2 separate regions of the Mus musculus genome follow, and region 1 is linked to region 2. A link is a contact called in public Hi-C data. All regions are on one chromosome and are shown on one strand. The core of a region is the stretch at or near the end of the contact, and the rest is flanking DNA. Distances in the headings are between cores, read along the strand shown.

Region 1 (5,103 bases), core at 2,395-4,894, 160 kb before region 2:
AAAAAGTGAACACCAACAAAAAATGTTTAAAAAAATGAAACAAACCAACAATACCAAGTGCCAAGCACCTGGACTTCCCATTCCTCAGTGGCAGGAAAGCCAAATTGGACAAGCAGGGCTGGGGCTGGGCATGACAGGCAGAGCACTGACTTAACATGTGTGAGGCTCTGGGTCTAATCCCAAGTACCACAAAACACACCAACAAACTCACAAAATGATATAACCACTCTGGAAAAGTTAAGGTTTTTGTTTTAGTTTTTGTTTTTGTTTTAAATAAACTTAAGTTGCCATTCAAAACAGCATCTTTACTTTTAAATATTAAACCAAGGGAAAGGAAAATGTATGTTTGTGCAACATGCTATCTGTGGATAATTATATTGGTTTACTCATAACCACCAAGAGCTGATGAGTGGATAAAGTATGGAATACCACTCAGAAATAAAAAGAATAATGGGAATATTAACCAACAGAGATAAGATCTCAGAGGTATTATCTTAGGTAGTAGAAACTAGACCAAAATGCTATCTAGCACATGATTTCATCCATGGGCCAGACTGGAAAACACAAAATTATAGAGACTGAGAGTGGAGGGAGATGTTGAATACACAGAATCAATAGAGAAGTTTTAGAGGTGGTGAAGTTCTATATTTTGATATGGTGGTAGTTACATTAGGGGCTATAGAGATGGCTCAGCCGGTAAGAGCACTGACTGCTCTTCCGAAGGTTCTGAGTTCAAATTCCAGCAACCACATGGTGGCTCACAACCACCCTTAATGAGATCTGATGTTCTCTTCTGGTCCGTCTGAAGTCAGCTACAGTGTACTTACGTATGATAAGAAAATAAATCTTTTTTTTTAAATATCACATTTAAAAAGGGTGATTTTGTAAATAAATTATGCTTCAATTAAAAAAACACAAAATAGACTCAAGAATGAAATGGATTTATAAAATAGAAGTGTTCACCAGAATATTTTAGAGGCTTTATTTTCTGATTATTTTCCCAAAATGTTTCATCTCCACCACCTCCCACCAGGCCCCTGGAGTAAGTTCCGCAAAGATAAAACATCTATGTGGTTTTGAAACCATAAACATTTTAAAAGAACACTTGCTCTTGATATAGGCGCCTTTCCCAGGCTTTTACTGGAGTCAGACACATGTCGTGACATCCCTCATCCCTTGGAGTCCCTAGAATGACAGCCTCAGCCATGGAAAATCAACTTCTTTTGCTGGCTTTCCATAACACCTGAGCAAACTTACTTTGCCATTTCTGGAAACTGCCTCATGGTACCAAAAACAGTGGATTTCCTGGCCAAACCCACCAATGAAATTCCATTTCTCAGTCTTTTTCTCTCTTTGCTGAGCAGACCCATATCCATGATTAGAGTGGCATTTTTCCCCTTTTCTGTATTTCTGACATTTTTTTTCTGTAGAAAAATGCACACACCTGTAATCTGCAAAGGTTAGAGCAAGAATGATTCCCACACACAACACTGATGCTGACCCTGCATTTCATCAGTGCGTTACAGTAGCTAGACATGCTTTATCTCCCATTTAATGAAAGTCACCTTGCAGGGATGTGGGAATCTGATCAGGGCTGGCATGGTGCTGAGGCATGGAAAACAATATCCCTGAATAGCTACAAAATTTGGCTGCTTTTTATCCTCCAGCTTTGCATTTGACCCATACGAGCAGCCAAAGAGAGTAAAGTCCAGGTCATTCTAGATCTCACCTAAGCAAAATCTTATAAGCCACTAAAGACCCTGCAAGTAATTTGGAAATAGTACACACCTTTTCAGTTGGCTTACGGATTCTTTTGACACCAAACTTAAATGTATCATGTATTAACAAACTCTTTTAAAATGTTTTGTTGTTGTTGTTGTTATTGTCGCTTTTGAGATAGGGTCTCATGTAACCAAAGCTGGCCTTATATACACTACATAGCCAAAGAAGACCTTAAAATCCTGATCCTCCGGCCTCAACTTTCCCAGAGCTGGGGTAATAGATGGGCACCACCATGCTCAGTCATAATTAAGCTTCTTTTAAAATAATGATGCTCAAGAACTTCAAGTCCCTGAAGAAAGAAATTGAAGAAGATCTCAGAAGATAGAAAGATTCCCATGCTCACGGATTGGCACGGTTAATATAGTCAAAATGGCCATCTTGCCGAAAGCAAGAATAATGATGCTCTTAATGCAGCATTAATCATTAATATTAATAGCAAAAGCAACAAATTCTGTCATACCATGCATGACTAGGGTTCCATAAGCTTAAGATAGCCAAGAACTTCAGAATTATGAGAAAAACTGTAGAAGCTATCCTAATCCTTTATCCACCATCCTCACCAAGCCGAAGCCTAAGCAGATCAGACACAGTTCTGATACAAGACAGGATCGACTAGATAATTTGTGGAGCCCAGAACAAAACAAAACCAGATCCTTTTCTTTAAAAAAATAGGAAGAGTTATCACAGCATTACACCAAGTGCATGCAGGTAGCAAGCCGGTGAAGGCAGCTGGCTTTGTTATCAGAGCCTTTTGTGTTTGGAAAGTTGATAAGAAAAGCAAAAATATTTCACTATTAAACAAGTAGCAACTGGTTAATCTGTTTCAGCGTGAGTGTTGTGTGTCTGGGTTAGAGATGAGGTTGGGAAGTCTTCAGAGTTTCGTCTTGTCTCCTGACCTTCCATTTTTTCTTAAGCTTTTCAGCCGGTTGGACAAGAAGCAGTTCTGTAGAGCGGAGCAGTGTGGTCCATGAGGCAGCAGTACCATCTGAAAGCTTGGACAGAAATGCAGACTCTTGGGTCCCACCCCAGACCTACTGAATCAGAGCCTCATTTTAACAAGCTCCCCAAGGGATTCATACATCTGTGCCAGGCCAGACTAGAAGTGTTCTTGTAGAAGCAACCATGGGAGACTTCAGTGTCATGCTTCCTGTGTCTCATATGAGGCGAGTCAGCTCTTTCTTCCACTCACTTTGTACAGGGCTCCGGAATTTTGAAACCCAAGCTCAGGTGGAGACCGTACATCTCAAGACCGATTGCCCCTTTCAGAGGATTATCATTCCTTGGTTCTGGGATGCCAGTCTGGGATGCCTCCTTGCGCTGGGGGCCACCTGTTCTGGGCCCTGCATGTGGGTGCTGTGCCCATTCGACCCATGTGGGTCAAAGGCACATCTACACCTTTCAATTTTACTGGCCACAGGAGGTAAACCGAGTCCTAGGGAGTCGCGCATTAGCAAACCGCCCTCCAGAGTAAAGCTCTTGGTTCCTTTGCCCAGAACGGGGAGGAGGGTCTGAGATCATTTAGAACTTTGCCATTTACAGGTTGCCTTTCACGGATAACTTGGTTACTTTCCCACCGCACGCACTTTCCCACTTACGGAGCCCGGGATCCGCCGGGCTCCAAGCTTTGCCTCTGCCTTTCCAGACGGCCCAAGAGCTCCAGCTCAGAACCGCCAACCCAGGGAGCCACACCAGTCACCCTCCCAGCCATCGAGCCCGCCGGGCCCGTCGCCTGTCCTTGGCTCAGCGGCTTAGGTCTTAAGACCCCTAGGGTTTCAGATACCCTTTCTCGGCGCCACACTCACCTGCGGGTCCCGGTGACCGGTTGGCTGCTGGCGTCCTCGGGCCCTCCTTTTCCCCTTTCTGTCGGGCCGCGTCCCTCCTCCTCCCTCCCGCGGGCTGGGCGCCGCCCCCGCCGCTCCCGGACCACTTGCCCGCCTGCTCTGCAGCTGCCCGGCGTGGCGGGGCGAGCGCTCAGTGTGGCGGGGCTGGGCGTGGAGGTGGGGAGCGGGCGGGGCGCTGACACCGGGAAGCAGCCTCGTGGAGAGCTTCAGCCTAGACAGTGGGGAACCCCTAGGATGCTGGGCGGCTAGCAGGGCGCGATTCCCCACCCAGCCTCCACCCAGTGGCTCACCTTTAGGGGTCGCCTTGATCCCCCAAAGGCCTGGCCCAGGCTACTTTGAGCATCGCATGCTCCTGATAGGTGAAAACCCTCGCCCTTTGCCAGAATATTTCTGAAAGCAGAAACCAGACCTCCCCCCAGAGGACCAGAGTAAAATACCTGGTAAAGAACCATGCTGAGTGGTTTCTGAAAGAAACTATATAATTCACTAGGTAGTAAAAAACTAGGGGTCCTCATCGTTCCTCTGCCTGCTTGGGGGTGGGGGTGGGGGAACACTGGGGGCGGTGTGGCACTATAAGACCTTGCTTTGGCTTCCTATTCCCATGGTCAGCATCTCCACTTTCATAGACTATAAGCTAGGTCTGTAAAACTCAGATCACTTAAACAACTTTTCAAAGGCCCATTTAACAGACAGAATTCTGGAATAAGGTTTCCACAGTATTGACTCTCAGGTAGAGACCAGGAGAAAATATAAGCTGTCCGAATTTCCTTCCTGGTTCTTTCCAGTCAAGAAATGCCTATAGTTGCAAAGTGCTTTACAATATGAAAGCACAATTCTGATTTCTTATAACGTGCAGGGAAATAGAGCATTTTTTTTCTTTATGACCAAAATTGGATTTTGATTTGAATTCACAATCCTGGGGATCTGCTATTTATAAAGGGCAAATCTGAAGAGTAGGGTGACTGAGTCTGCTACATCAGCCCCATTGAACAAAGCTCAGGGTATACATTCTGCCTGGCAGGATGGGTTGTATTTGTTTTACAAACACCAAGTTATTAACACTCACAACAGTCTAGCTGGAGAAATGAATGGGCAGTGTTTTCAGACAGACTTTTGCCTGGATGGATTAAGGGAGAGTTGGTGGAGAAGAGGAAGCACATCCAGGTTACATAACAAGCCAGAAGTTGTGGCTGGAAGTGGGGAGTATATTTAAGAAACAGACTGCATGTCATTCCAAAGGGTTAAAATGGTTGTGTTTGTCTTATTATAAAACAGACTCCATAGCATATAGAGCCACAAGAATTCTTATACAAAGCTAGTTGGATGTAAATTGCTTTTAGCGCTTTAGAGCTCTGTCAGGATGTACTAAAGTGAGTACCACTATTGTATGACAAGCAATTCCCCCTTAGATTCAGCCTCAACAGAAATGAGTTGTATGTTTACCAAGAGAGATGAGTAAGGATATCACAGCACAGTATTT
Region 2 (5,083 bases), core at 1,678-4,177:
ATTTTATCCGAAGCCTTGAACATGCTAAGCATGCATTCTACCACTAAATTTAACCCCTAGCCTATATACATTTTTTAACATTTTAAATTTTGATTAGATTTATTTATTGTGTATGTGTGTGAAGAACAGTATTTCATGAATATGTGCATGTCAGAGAACAATTTACGGAAATTGGTTTTGTCCCTCCAGTATGTGGGTCCCTGAGATCAAACTTAAATTGCCATTCTTGGCAGCAAGCACCCTTCCCCACTGACCCATTTCACCATCCCATTAGCCTATATAGTTTGATAAGATAAATAAACCTATCTATTTGACTTACACAGTAGAATACTTACAGATGACATGACATTATGTTGGAAATCTATCTATTTGACTTATACGGTAGAATACTTACAGATAACATGACATTATGGTTGGAACTTGCTTCAAAAAACTTAGTCAAGGGACTGAAGAGATGGCTCAGTGGTAAGAGCACTAGCTGCTCTTCCAGAGGACGAGGGTTAGATTTCCAGCAACCTCATGGAGGCTGATAACCATGTGTAACTCCAAGTCCAGGGAACCTGACATCTTCTTCTGGCCTCCATGGGCATTGCACGCACATGGTGCATAGAAATACATGAAGGCAAAATATCCAAACGTGCAAAAGAATAAAATTTGTTTAAAAAATTAGAGGAGGAAATGGGTAAGTTTAGAGGATGAAACAAGACTAACCATGACTTGTTTCTTGTTGAATTAAATGAAGGATCAAAGGAGCTTCATTAAACCTTTCTGTCTGAACATTTTAAGAAAATGGATTTTTTTAACACTCAAAATAAAAATTGGGCCCCATGGTCAAAGACACTAAACAGGGTATAAGCAAAAATAGAAGACTTTTCAAAAAAAAAATCATTCTACAATACTAGTTTCCAGTCAAAAGAAGCCACGGCCAATATGATTGGAAATACCACTCTCTCACTAAGTTCAAGTACATGAAAGACAGTCCTCCAGCAGTGCCTATCTTGATCACCCATTTCAGAAGGAAAGAGGGGAAGAATGTGATCAAAATATATTGGATGAAAAACATTAAATAAGAAAGAGGAAACTTTTTAAAGTAGAAAAGAAGGGAGGTGACCCAAATAAGGAAGTGGCCCAGCTGAGGTTAATTGGGAGTAGATGGCTGGCAGACAAGGCCAGAGCAGTGTGCTGGCCCTCCTTCCTTTTGGACTAGACACTCTGCCAATCCCAGGAGTTCCCCAGCTGAGAACAAGAGGGAGAGCTTATGAAACGAACAGAAAAACAGACTTTTTAAGTAAAAGCTGGAAATTATTTTTTGAGGGGGGATTAGAAGTAAAATTAAAGTCTTGTGTACTGTAAGAACATAAATGCCCTGTATAATATTGCTTTTTATTCTTTAACTTGACACTCAGGCAACTTTTTCTAGCCTGGGATAATGATGAGCATCAAATTGGTCAGGGCCTTCTGGATACCAGTTTTCTATACTTTCCACTCAGAGAAAGTTTAGACTCATAAAATTTAACAACAACAAATTATTTTTCTCAAAAAAAATCTGTATAGTTTTACTTTTAACTTGCTTCCATAGTCACAGAATTGTATTTATAATTATAATCGATCGTAGGAGTTAGCAAACTTTCCATTAAGAGCCAGTGAATATTCCAGGCTTAACAGATTCAGTGTTTCCAGCTACACCTGCCACTGTAGCTGTTAAACAAGAGATGAAAGAAAGGGCTTGCCTGTGTTCCAATAAAACTTTATTAACAAAAACAGGTATCAGTTTAGATTTGCAGGCAGTTGTCACTGAGCTTTAATAATAAGCTTTATCAGTAAAGGAACTGTATTCGTTTCCTATCACTTTTTTAACAAACTGTCATAAGCATAATGGCTTAAGACAACACAAATAAAGCACCCACAATACCGCATTCTGATTAGGTTTTGATTCCTCTAGGCAAGGACAAGATTACATCATCAGCGAGAGAACACTACTCTAGATTTTGCTTTTATTTATTTTTTTAATCTCTCCCTTGGAGTACTGCTGTTTCAGATGAGCAGTGCTAAGAATCAAACCCAGGAGCCTCGTGCATGCTAGGCAAGATGTCTGCCAAATGAGTTACAGCCCTACCTCCACTCCCAGTTTGGTTTTTGGTTTGTTTGTTCAGTTGCAGTTTTGTTTGTTTTGTTTTCTGAGGCAGTGTTTCTTTGTGTAGCCCTGGCTGTCCCGGAATTTGCTCTGTAGATCAGGCTGGCCTGGAACACACAGAGATCCTCCTGCCTCTGCCTCCAGAGTTCTGGTATTAAAGACCTGCACCACTACCTCCTGGTTTTACTCCCAGTTTTAAAATCAGCATAAGAAGCTCTTGGTGATTTAGAGCACTGTGTCGCCATGTAAATCATGGTGGTACTGTGGGAAAGAGGCACAGATGACAACACAAGCTCTGGAGTCCAGCAATTCAGGTTCTGCGCCAGTGCTTATGGGCTTGGAATCTGTTAATTTCTTTGAGGGATCAGCTACTTCTTGTATAAAATAGGTATGATCACAGCTATGTGATGTGTATTAAATGATATAACATTTACATATATGGTATGTATTAAGTGAGATGACATTTATGTGTAGGGTATGTATTAATGAGATAACAAATGGGAAGCAGAAACCCCAGTGCCTAGCCCACTATCAAAGCTGTTTTTGTAGAGCCATAGGATTTTGCCAGTTTAGTCTTGCCATTTGAGCACAATAGCCATATGAAGTATATTATAGCCTAATTTCCCTGCAAGGCAATTTTTGGTTCTATACCCACTGTAACTTCATAATTTGGTCCTAATTATGAAGTCAAAAGCAGCTTTCAGATGGCCTTAAAATTGCACTATATATAAGGACCTAGTTCGTGAAAACCTTCTGGGAATGATAACACCTCAAGGTATTTACTCTCAAATTACTCCAGCAGACCATTCACTGGGGACGCTGCTAAGGGTTGGCCAAGAACAGCACTTGTCATATGTTAAAAATAGATGTCAGAGAGCGATTCAATAAATGCAGTGGCTTTTACAGTCTTAAGAAATGGTATTAAATTGCTCTTGCCAGGGTATGGAGCAAAGCTTGCTCAAATATAAAAAGCAGAATTCTTTTTCCCATTTTTAAGACTCAATTATCAGATGTTTTCAATAAACCAATTTTTAACTATCTACTGCATCATACAAATCCTTCATCCAGGATTCTTGAATATCTACTTGGCATCTCTTAATTATTTTTGTTTTACTATTTTAAAAGAACTTTGAAAAAAAATGACCAACATTGGTTTCCCCAAGGCCAGCAGAGAAAGTCCATAGGAAACTAGAGAGAGGCGTCTGAAATCTCATTTCACTACTCAACCAGACACACTCATGCAGAGCATTAAATGAAAACAAATAGTCCCTTCATAGAAAACTTCTAGAATCTCAAGAGAAATAATGACATATCACATCTGAGTCATTCTTCTGTGGTCTGCTTGAATGGCCGACTCTGAACCCCTCCAAGCCCACACAGATGCACATGTACCCAAAGGAGCAGCTGGGGTGAAAATAACATTCCACCTTCACATCTTTGTTTTCATGGCAGCTCGGATGGAAAGGAATTATTTACTTCGAAGAAAATTATTCTGATGACTATTAACTTTCTCCCCCCCTCATCCCTAGGGTTTCCGTGGTGTGTGTGTGTGTGTGTGTGTGTGTGTGTGTGTGTGTCTGTGTCTCTGTCTGTGTGCTTTAATTCCCCACTTTAGAGAAAATCCTTAAACTGGACTTGACTCATGAGCCTCATGATCAACAGTAACTTCTTTCCCTTTCTTCCTTCAGTCCTTTCCACATTGTGAATATTTCCTGCGCCTACAGGCCAAGATTCCTCTGCCAGACTAACCAAAGGCAAGATGACCACGTTTCCTTTTCAGTAAGTGAAAGGTCTTTGGAGGCTGCCACCGGCACGCCAGTGAATAGAGAGATAGGCTGCTGACTGGTTATATTTTGGACAAGCTAGTTTTGAGGATAATAAAATTAGGAAAAGTCACAGACTAGGTTTTGAGTATTTCTCCAGTCTGTTTCAGTCTGCATTAGTGGGGTGGATGACTTCTTTATCAAAGTTGATTATTAAAATATATTCTCAAATGTATGCCTAAGAAGTATACTGAATATAAACAGAAACCCCACTGAAGCCCTGGATAAATGAGAAATAGGCATAGAAGAATTTCAACGCTACGAGTATTGAAGAATTTGGACCATTTTCATATTTATCACAAGTTTTTCATGACAATGCGTGATTTGTGTTTCTTTCAGCTGGTTTAGAAATATGAAACTAAAAACAAACAAACAAATAAAAACAAAACACACAAACATGCTTTTAAATGATCATACCCATTAGAAACAAAATACAAAATGAGCTCCAGTCATTTCTGTGTGGAAATGTGATAGCTTTTCCACAACCTGATAATAGTGTATTAAGACCTTTAAAGAGAGGCATCACCTTTAATCTAGAAATGCTATTTCTTGACCCACTAGCAAGATATAAGAAAAATTATACTTTTGTACAAAGAAGGTCATCACAGCATTGTTTACCCTATTTTTAAAAAGTTGAGCAGCCCACCCAAAAATAAAGCATTGGTGACATTGTAATGTATTTGCACTATGTGATATAACTAGCCATACCAATGTTTAAAGAAATTCATTGACATACAGTATTCAGCTAAAAATTTGCATGCACAAGAAGTATAATTTCCGTACCTACATACCTTTACGAGTATATAGAAGAGAAAAAAGATGCAGAGAGATATTCCCCAGTATAACAGAGACAGTGATGGTGCTTGTCTCTGGGAGTTCTCATACTATCATCACTACCATCAAGACATACTGCTTTTGGAGCTCATCATACATGTTGATATTTTCATTGCAGAAAGGGGCTTCTGCAAGAAACAACCTCTGTATTCCGAGATGCTTGCAATTGGTAAATTGTAAAACAGGGTAGTTTACCATACTGATGCTGTGACTATTGGTTCAAGGCCTCTCTGTTGGAGCAGAGAAGTTCATCAAAGGCCTTTCTTAAACAATGGGGCTTCCTTCTATTAGA

Evidence for each region. A called contact is a pair of places that touch in the nucleus more often than the background predicts.
Region 1: a contact with region 2 is called in a Hi-C map of myocytes, with 2.3 times the contacts expected there. The contact joins the promoter of Adgrg2 here to the enhancer-like site in region 2. A contact is called at or near these places in 2 of 39 promoter capture datasets (the 3T3-L1 cell line and 3T3-L1-derived adipocytes), 1 of 484 Hi-C or Micro-C datasets (myocytes) and 1 of 115 datasets of contacts at active chromatin or transcription factors (embryonic stem cells).

Annotation. Positions count from the first base shown.
Region 1 is chrX:160,389,231-160,394,333 of GRCm38.p6, reverse strand. Adgrg2 (adhesion G protein-coupled receptor G2) reads right to left here and starts at 3,644. Exons shown (of 28, transcript NM_178712.4): 1 at 3,585-3,644.
Region 2 is chrX:160,233,140-160,238,222 of GRCm38.p6, reverse strand. No RefSeq gene overlaps it. Among named protein-coding and RNA genes, the nearest start is that of Pdha1, 97 kb to the right of the region's middle. Within about 2 kb of position 2,927, at least 2 of the 459 cell types and tissues checked have an H3K27ac peak or open chromatin away from gene starts, as enhancers often do. A contact at or near this core is called in myocytes, where this site is marked.